3 separate regions of the Pan troglodytes genome follow, and regions 2 and 3 are each linked to region 1. A link is a contact called in public Hi-C data. All regions are on one chromosome and are shown on one strand. Each heading gives the region's core, a stretch centred on a gene start, on an enhancer-like site or on the middle of the called end of the contact. The rest is flanking DNA. Distances are from core to core; before and after follow the strand shown.

The links. A called contact is a pair of places that touch in the nucleus more often than the background predicts.
Region 2: a contact with region 1 is called in a Hi-C map of stem cell-derived neural progenitor cells, with 2.8 times the contacts expected there. The contact joins the promoter of GMNN here to the enhancer-like site in region 1. A contact is called at or near these places in 1 of 7 Hi-C or Micro-C datasets (stem cell-derived neural progenitor cells) and 1 of 1 datasets of contacts at active chromatin or transcription factors (stem cell-derived excitatory neurons).
Region 3: a Hi-C map of stem cell-derived neural progenitor cells shows a contact between it and region 1, with 4 times the contacts expected there. The contact joins the promoter of C6H6orf62 here to the enhancer-like site in region 1. A contact is called at or near these places in 1 of 7 Hi-C or Micro-C datasets (stem cell-derived neural progenitor cells) and 1 of 1 datasets of contacts at active chromatin or transcription factors (stem cell-derived excitatory neurons).

Annotation. Positions count from the first base shown.
Region 1 is chr5:31,036,653-31,039,352 of NHGRI_mPanTro3-v2.0_pri, reverse strand. No RefSeq gene overlaps it. Among named protein-coding and RNA genes, the nearest start is that of RIPOR2, 29 kb to the right of the region's middle. Within about 2 kb of position 1,387, at least 1 of the 24 cell types and tissues checked has an H3K27ac peak or open chromatin away from gene starts, as enhancers often do. A contact at or near this core is called in stem cell-derived neural progenitor cells, where this site is marked.
Region 2 is chr5:30,745,917-30,748,616 of NHGRI_mPanTro3-v2.0_pri, reverse strand. It overlaps GMNN (geminin DNA replication inhibitor), which reads right to left and starts at 1,302. Exons shown (of 7, transcript XM_001171928.6): 1 at 942-1,302.
Region 3 is chr5:30,692,532-30,695,231 of NHGRI_mPanTro3-v2.0_pri, reverse strand. C6H6orf62 (chromosome 6 C6orf62 homolog) reads left to right here and starts at 1,349. Exons shown (of 5, transcript XM_009450597.5): 1 at 1,349-2,700.

The DNA.
Region 1 (2,700 bases), core at 138-2,637:
GAAATTGCACCAGCCACCCTAGCCTTCAGCAACTACCACCATCAAGGCAAGGCCCTCAAGGAGCAAGATTACAACTCGCTGAAGGCTCAGATGACCATTAGCATGTTTTTTAGCAATGAACCATTTTTTAAATTTATATATATAATTGGTTTTTAGACATAATGCTCTTGCACATATAATGAACTATAGTATAGTATAAACATAACTTTTATATGCACTGGGAAACCAAAAAATTTGTGTGTGACTCATTTTCTTGAGATATTTGTTTTCTTGTGGGGGTCTGGAATCAAACCCACAATAACTCTGAGGTATGCCTGTAAATAATATATAATGTATATGTGCATGTGTGGGTGTGTGTAAGTGTGCATGCATGTGCGTGTGTGTGTGTGTGTAACTCCAAGGACAAAGATGTGAAGCACTTACACCAATCTATTAACAGGGAGAAGAAAGACAGGAAGGTAATGGGATCTTCTACCTCTTACTCTATATGCTTCTGTACCATGTAAATGTATTACTATAAAGCATTTTTATATTTGTTGTGGAATTAGAAAAACAAAAACATTAGTATATATAACATTGTAAACCCTTAACTCCACCGCTGTAACTCAGTTATAATATTTTTAGTATTCTTTTCTAGCTTTATTAAATATTTCTATTTTTAGTTAGATATTTTATATCTTCTTAGACATCATGTTTTCATATTACTACATGTTAAAATAATTATAATATTCCATATTCTGAATGAGCCATAGCTTCAACTTTTCTTCAATTGTTGACTATTAAACAATCTTATGAAGAATACCATCCATATTACATTTTTCATGTTTTAAATTCTTTTCTTGCAAGAAAATTCTTGAAATTGGATTATGGAATCAAAGGATATGAACAATTGTTCTGATGCATCTCAGTCTTCCAGTGAATGTGCAGGCCCATGTAACATGGACAGTCTTCTGTGTTCTCCCTAAACATATATTTCCCATGGTGCTCCACAATGTTAATTCTGCAGAAGCTACCACTCTGCTGTTTGCAAATGTTACTCGTGCACTCTTTCTTTTCCAAAAATGCCTTCAACACCTTTAAGGGGATAATGTTTTCTGAGAAACAACGAAAACCTTATTCAGTGCCTCCATATATTCTAAAGCATTAACCAAACGTAAGAAAAAAGATATCAGAACTTTGCCTTCTTGTCATGGCCATGATATTATTTTAACAGCTAAAAATCAAGGTTAGTTGAACCAAAAAAATAGTTAAACTAGAATTGTAAGAATAAGTATTTTCCCTGTGGACTCAATTTTAATTTGAATGGAGAAAATGCTACCTTGAACAGTTGCAAGTAGGTACATTAGGAAACTGCAATGAGCCTATGTTGTCGACAGGTGGCGGAAGAGGACCACATCAAACCCCTGCCGCCGGCACACTAGTTCCTTTTTGCCCCTTTGAAAGCTGTAGCTGTGGACTCCATGAGGACTTCAAAGTAATTAAAGCGGCTGCCTTTCACCTTTTCAAGAGTTTGTTTCATCTGATGTATCTAGGAAGAGAGGGGCTTCCTTTGGGGTCCCAGTGGTCCCTTGGAAGCTCGCCCTTGGGTCTTCACACAGATACCCCCTCCACCCTGTAGCGTCCTGTTCACCCCACTGCCTTGCAGGCTGATGTGCGGCACGCTTCACCGAAGCTTTTGGGTATTTAAGGACACTACAGAGCAGAAGGTTAAAAATTAAAGTTTTATGCTAAGTATGACTTCCTCTTATTTTGGTGAAAAACTAACCTTCCTTCCTTCCTCCCTTCCTCCCTCCCTCCCTTCCTACCTTCCTCCCTCCCTCCCTTCCTTCCTCCCTCCCTCCCTTCCTCCCTCCCTTCCTTCCTCCCTCCCTTCCTTCCTCCCTCCCTCCCTTCCTCCCTCCCTCCCTTCCTACCTTCCTCCCTCCCTTCCTCCCTCCCTCCCTCCCTTCCTCCCTTCCTACCTCCCTCCCTCCCTCCCTACCTTCCTCCCTCCCTCCCTTCCTCCCTCCCTTCCTCCCTTCCTCCCTCCCTCCCTTCCTCCCTCCCTTCCCTTCCTTCCCTTCCTTCCTGAATGAGATGGAAGATCTCACTATGTCTCCCAGGCTGGCATCAAACTCCTGGGCTCTATCAGTGTTCCCACCTCACCCTCCCTAGTAGCTGGGACTACAAGCATGCCCCACCACACCCATCTCTAAGGCTCCCTTCACAGGAGGGTGCCTTGGGATGCACAGAACTCCTAATCATTCTTTCCTGCTCTCAAATCCAGGCCTCTTTATAGGGAGAGGGAAAAAAAATGTATCTCTCCTTCCTATCTCACCCAGGCATTCTTCACCCAAGATTTAGGAGACCTCTTCCACTCAAAGGAAGTCATCCTAGGACCTCATAGAAACTCATCCTAGGACCATGCCTGTTCCTAGGCAGTGCATTTCCAAATGAAATATTCACACTAATAATTCCTCAATGGCTTCATAGATGCAATCAGCCACCACCTGTATCACTGCAAGACCCCGGGGTCCATGGCTGAGAGGGAGGGAGCCCTGCTGGCTTTGGACTTCAAGGCCTCCTGGCATCCAGGGCAGGCAGGTACACTCTTAGTATGGCTGTCTTAGAGATCTTCCCATGGCTAAACATGCAGGTGAAGGTGGACTCAAACCCACAGACCTTTGAGCAATAAATGTTTATTTTCCCAGAAAGTTGTCT
Region 2 (2,700 bases), core at 53-2,552, 290 kb after region 1:
GCAGTGAGCCGAGATCCTGCCACTGCACTCCAGCCTGGGCAACAGAGCGAGACTCCGTCTCAAAAAAAAAAAAAGCTTAGAAAACAAAACAATCTAATTTGTGCGGGCATCCTGCTATTTTCTACTCTATTTCATGTTAAGAAAATGGTGTTCGGGCCCCAGTAAACAGACCCCACGCAATGTTCTTCAAACTGCGGGTCGCGGGCCATGATCTCGAAATTATTTAGTGAGTCATGAGCAACACTGCTTAGAAAAATGCAACTGAACAGAATGGAATTGAAGAGACGAGAAACATTGCTTCCATCAACGTCTCATTTGGTTAGATAGCTGTGTCCTAGGTTGCGACGTAAAACGTACCTTAGTGTGAAAAAAGCTGAAAGCCACTTAGCATTCTAATCCTTCACAAGTTTCCCACGCCTGTCAGCGACCTTGCAACCCTTACTTGCTTGTTATTCTCCAGATCCTTTAATAGCTAGATTAAAAACCCTGGCACAGGACAGGGTCCATGCGAAACCCGTATCAACAACGCCAGTATCCGTTTAATGGGAGACGCAGGATTCAGCCACCTCTTTCCATGAGCCAAATTTGCAGATCCCTCAGATCAGGACCAGCCACTTAACTGCCAAGAGGATGGATGCTTCGCCTCATCCCCACAGCTGGCACGCCCAGGCTGAGTCCCTTACCCGCGTTGCACTCCCCAAGCCCGGACCCAGCCAACTTGTCCCGGAGGCCCAGCGCCAGGCTAGGGGGCGGGCAGTGTGGCCCCGCGCGTCCGAACCTACCAACCGCGGCGCGCGCCTCGGGAACTGCGCCAGCCAGCCAATAGGAAGCGCGGAAGTGAGAGCGCGCCAAAACCGACCCAGCCAATGGGGCAGTCCCTCGACTCACCTCCCAACCCCGCCCCGGCTCCCGCGACCGTTCAACAACCCCTTCGCCCTTACCCCGGCCGCGGCCCCGCAGCTGTCAAAGTAGGACGCGGCTTCAGAGGTTGGCCGGAGGGAAAGCGAGTCGTCTAGAGGCTGTGCGCCTTGCGCCCCTGCGCACCCACTTCCTGCCGCCTCTTGCCCACTTACTGGGTGGAGACGCTCAATCCTCGTAGCGAACGCAGGTAGCTATGGCTGCAGCACCTCGCAAAAGGCCACAGCTCACCTACGCTGATCCCCACGGTCGCTGGAGTGCCCAGCGCGCCCTGCAGTAAAGCCCTGCTAACTCCGCTCGCCCGCTCCGAACAACCACGTGACCAACTGACGCACACGAGGGGCGGGGCCTCTGGATCCCGCGAATCGCCTCTTCCCTCGGCCCCGCCCCTTCCTGCGCCTGCGCGGTCAACGGTAGCGAATACTTGAGGACCGTGGGGGTTTTCTGCGGGCTGTGCCCTTTGACCCTCCCCTCCGACCCTGCTCTTGGAACTTCCTAAAAATGCAAAGTTTTAGCCCTTTACGAAAGGGAGAAAGATTTGCCTCCATTAGTCGTTAGCACCGGAAGAACAAAATATTGTATGTGCATATATATTAATATGTAGTACACGACATATATTTGTGTAAAGCCCTGGCTCCACGGACTCGTAGTTGTATTAGGGGCTTTTATATTTTGGCTTTTTGTGTTTTGACTATGGTGTGGTGCAGTAGGAATTGTTCAGGAGACAACCGATTATCAGTTAATCCTGCAGCTATTCATTGAGCGCCTTATACGTGCCAATTACTACTGTTCTAGGCACTGAAATTACAACTGCTGTTGCAATTTGAAGGAGCAGAAACACCTTGGTAATAATTACGTCTAGCCTTTTCTTTGTTTCTTTTTTTTTTTTTTAATTGAAACGGAGTCTCGCTCTGTCACCCAGGCTGGAGTGCAGTGGCGCGATCTGGGCTCACTGCAAGCTCCGCCTCCCGGGTTCAAGCGATTCTCCTGCCTCAGCCTCCCGAGTAGCTGGGACTACAGACAAAGGGAGACCCTGTCTCAAAAAAAAATTAATTTTAAAATATTTTAAAAATAAAAAGCAGAAGGAAGGCGTTATCGAGTACAAATAAGGGACATATTACCAAATGCAATGTATGGATCTCGTCTGAACTAAACACTGTATTTAAAAAAATACCCAAGGGAAATTTGAACGCTGACTGAATATTTTGGGATGGTAAGATATGAGTTGTTTAAGGTTACCTGATTAGCAATGGGTTAAAAAAAGAGATTAGTTGTAATGACAATATTGTGGGTTTTATTGTAATAGCTTCTACCTATAAATGGTAATTACAGATGAAATTTTATACCATATATTTTCTTTGAAATAATTATAGAGAGAAGCAAGGGAAAAGGTGTAAATCAAGCTTTCTCAGTATGGGCTGTATTGACATTTTAGACTGGGCAAATTGTTCGTTGTGGGGGCTGTCCTGGGCATTGTATGCTGTTTAGCAGCATCCCTGGCCTCTACCCTCTAGCTACCAGGAGTACATCCCAATTGTGAAGACCAAAAATGTCTGCAGACCTTGTCAGATAACCTTCCGCAGGGCAAAATCATCCCCAGTTGAGAACCACTGGTATGAATAAAACAGTATTGGCCTTGTGTTGATAACTGCTGAGGCTAGTATGGATGAGTACATGAAGATTTTTTATTCACTCTCTCTACTTTTATATATGTTTGGAATTTTCAATAATAATTTTTTTTTTTTTTGAGACAGTCTTGCACTGTCGCCCGGGCTGGAGTGC
Region 3 (2,700 bases), core at 100-2,599, 340 kb after region 1:
TCTGTTGCCCAGGCTGGAGTGCAATGGTGCGATCTCGGCTCACTGCAATCTCCGCCTCCCGGGTTCAAGCGATTCTCCTGCCTCAGCCTCTCGAGTAGCTGGGACTGCAGGCGCCTGCCACCAAGCCAGGCTGATTTTAGTATTTTCAGTAGAGACGAGGTTTCACCATGTTGGCCAGGCTGGTCTCGAACTCCTGACCTTAGGTGATCCGCCTGCCTCGGTCTCCCAAAGTGCTGGGATTACAGGCGTGAGCCACCATGCTCGGCTTACTTTTAAAAATCTTTCTTTTTTAAACCAACGCTCTAAACTACGTGACATTTTCTGTTTTATCTCTGTGAGCTTTCCATGGTTACATGATTTTGAAAACAAATCAGCAAAGCACTAGCAAAATGCAAGCTGTATCTTCCGAGATTAGAAGTTATTTGGAAATCTCAGGACTCTCATCCTTTGGTTCTGGACAATTTATATTGAAGGGTGGGTACCAGTTATTCTTTTGGCTCATGGCTGAAATAATGTTATTACAGCTGATCTGTTTTGACTTCACGAAGTGAAAAGTAGTAATTGGGGTCCCAATGGACTTCTAAAATCTCAGAGTAGCCAATGAATATAAAAGCATTGCTTATGTGGAGTATTGACCTTTGCTAAGTACTTAACATAACTGTGTTTTAAAGAGCACATTAGAGCTTTGAAAAATGGACTCAACGCTTTTTGGTGCCAAGGACGTGCGATTCGGCGGCAAACGTTTCGATGAAGACAGTGAACCACCTAAAGGGCAGGCTGTAGGTCTGAGGTCTTGGGGGATTCTAACAGAAAGTGTGTTCTGACAGCAGTGGGTAAAAATCCACGAGTCAGACTGGGCTGCTCCTCTCCTAAGCCACAGCAGCAACGTCTGAACAGCGTCTTTGACCTTGTTCGAAGCTTGAGGACCGCCCTCCCTGCCTGCGCACGTGGCGGGGTGGGGACAGAGGCAATTAGCACTAACATGAGACATCTGCTCCCGCACGCCGTTTAAATTCCAGGTGTCGAATTGAGTTCTAGATTTGTTGCCGCAGGATACCGCGGGGCCGACCCCCAGGACTAACTAATTATAAGAATCGAAATAAGAATCTTCCAATCTCCAACACACACTTTCCTTTTCCTTCTTTGCTCCGCCCCTACCCTCGCCCACTCTCCGCCGACTTCCGCAGTTTTGGCCCGCCCAGGTTGCTAGTTCGGCTCTGTCCCGCGCCCAGCCTGACTCTGAGAGGCTGACGAGACTCGGGAAGTGCGACTCCATCCGGGTGTTTTGTTGAGGATGGTTGAGGACGTGCTTTTATGACGACATCGGGGCGGGGCGAAGAGCCAACTCAGGAGACTGGGACTTCCTGAAGAAGGGGGGGCGGAAGGAGTGGCGGGGAGCCCCCTTTCCACGCCCCTTGGATACTCCATACTGGAGGAGAGAGGAGTCTCAACTCTCAAACTCCCCTTTTGAGGGGCGATTACTGAAATGGAGAGGTTAAATTCAAAGACTCCACTTTTAAAAGACCTGTCCCTATTCCGTACTCTTGATCTGTTTTCCGCTTTTTCGGTAACCTTGAAAACTTTCCCACCTCTAATCCTTTCTCCCCCTTTGATTCTGCGCAAATGGTGGGGTCCCGCAGGGCGCGCAGTCGCAGTCACACCGGGGCGGTGCCGGTGAGAGGCGGGTGACGCAGCGGCCGTCGCTGCCATTTTAAGTTGTTTGTTCTCGCTTCTTTTCTCAAACGCGACTCTGCCCCGGACCCGGGAGGCGCCCGAGGCCTTCGCCGCTTCTGCAGCCACCGGCGGGGGGGGGAACGAGGCAGTACCGCCGCGGACGCTCACCAACCGCTTCGGCTTTTCCCCCCTCCGGGTCTCCTCGACCTTTCCTGAGAGCCGGAATCCGACTGTAGGGGGAAAAAAGACTCAAGAGCAGATGCTTGAACTGAAATAACTTTATTTTGGGGGGTTACTTTGCTGACCGTTAGCGCAGGGCTTCCTTTCCCTTTCCCCTCCGCCGCCAGTACCAATCCAACTCCCCATCTTTCTCTTTGTTTTTCCTCTTTTTCTTTTTCTCTCCCTGTTGCTGCTGTCTCCGCGTCCTTCTCCTCCGTTGCCGCCCAGGGCGCCGAGCCAGACTATGGGTCCCAGGTGGGGGCTGAGCGGCGGCAGCAGCGCGGGCGGTCCAGTCACGGTGCGCACTGCAGCGGGGATGGAGGGGCTCAGTTGGCTGGTGGTTTTCTCTTGACATGGCTCCTGCCCGTGCTACCAGCAGCGCCCCCGCCGCCGCCGCCTCTTCCGCCGCCGCCACCGCTCCGCCCGCAGGCTGCGGCTAGAGGGCCCAAACCCCGCCCTAGAGTCGTCCGTGAGTCCCGGGCTCCGCGGGGACAGGGAGGGGATTTCCCCGTCACCCACCCCGCCCTAGCTGCCTCAATTCCACCCCCTGCCCCTCGGGAAACAAACTGACGACCCCACCCTAAACAATTCAAACTCTGGAAACATGGTCTGTTCAACGTGAGAGAGCTAATCCGGGAACTTAATTTTTTGGGGGGAGGGTGGGTGGGCTTACTTTAGAAGTAATATTAACACAATTATTTTCTTTTTTTTCCCCCACTGAACCTTCCCATTTACCCTCTCCCGCCTACTCCACCCGGGCGGGAATTGTTTCCACGATGAAATGAGTGAAAACCTGAGTGATCCTGT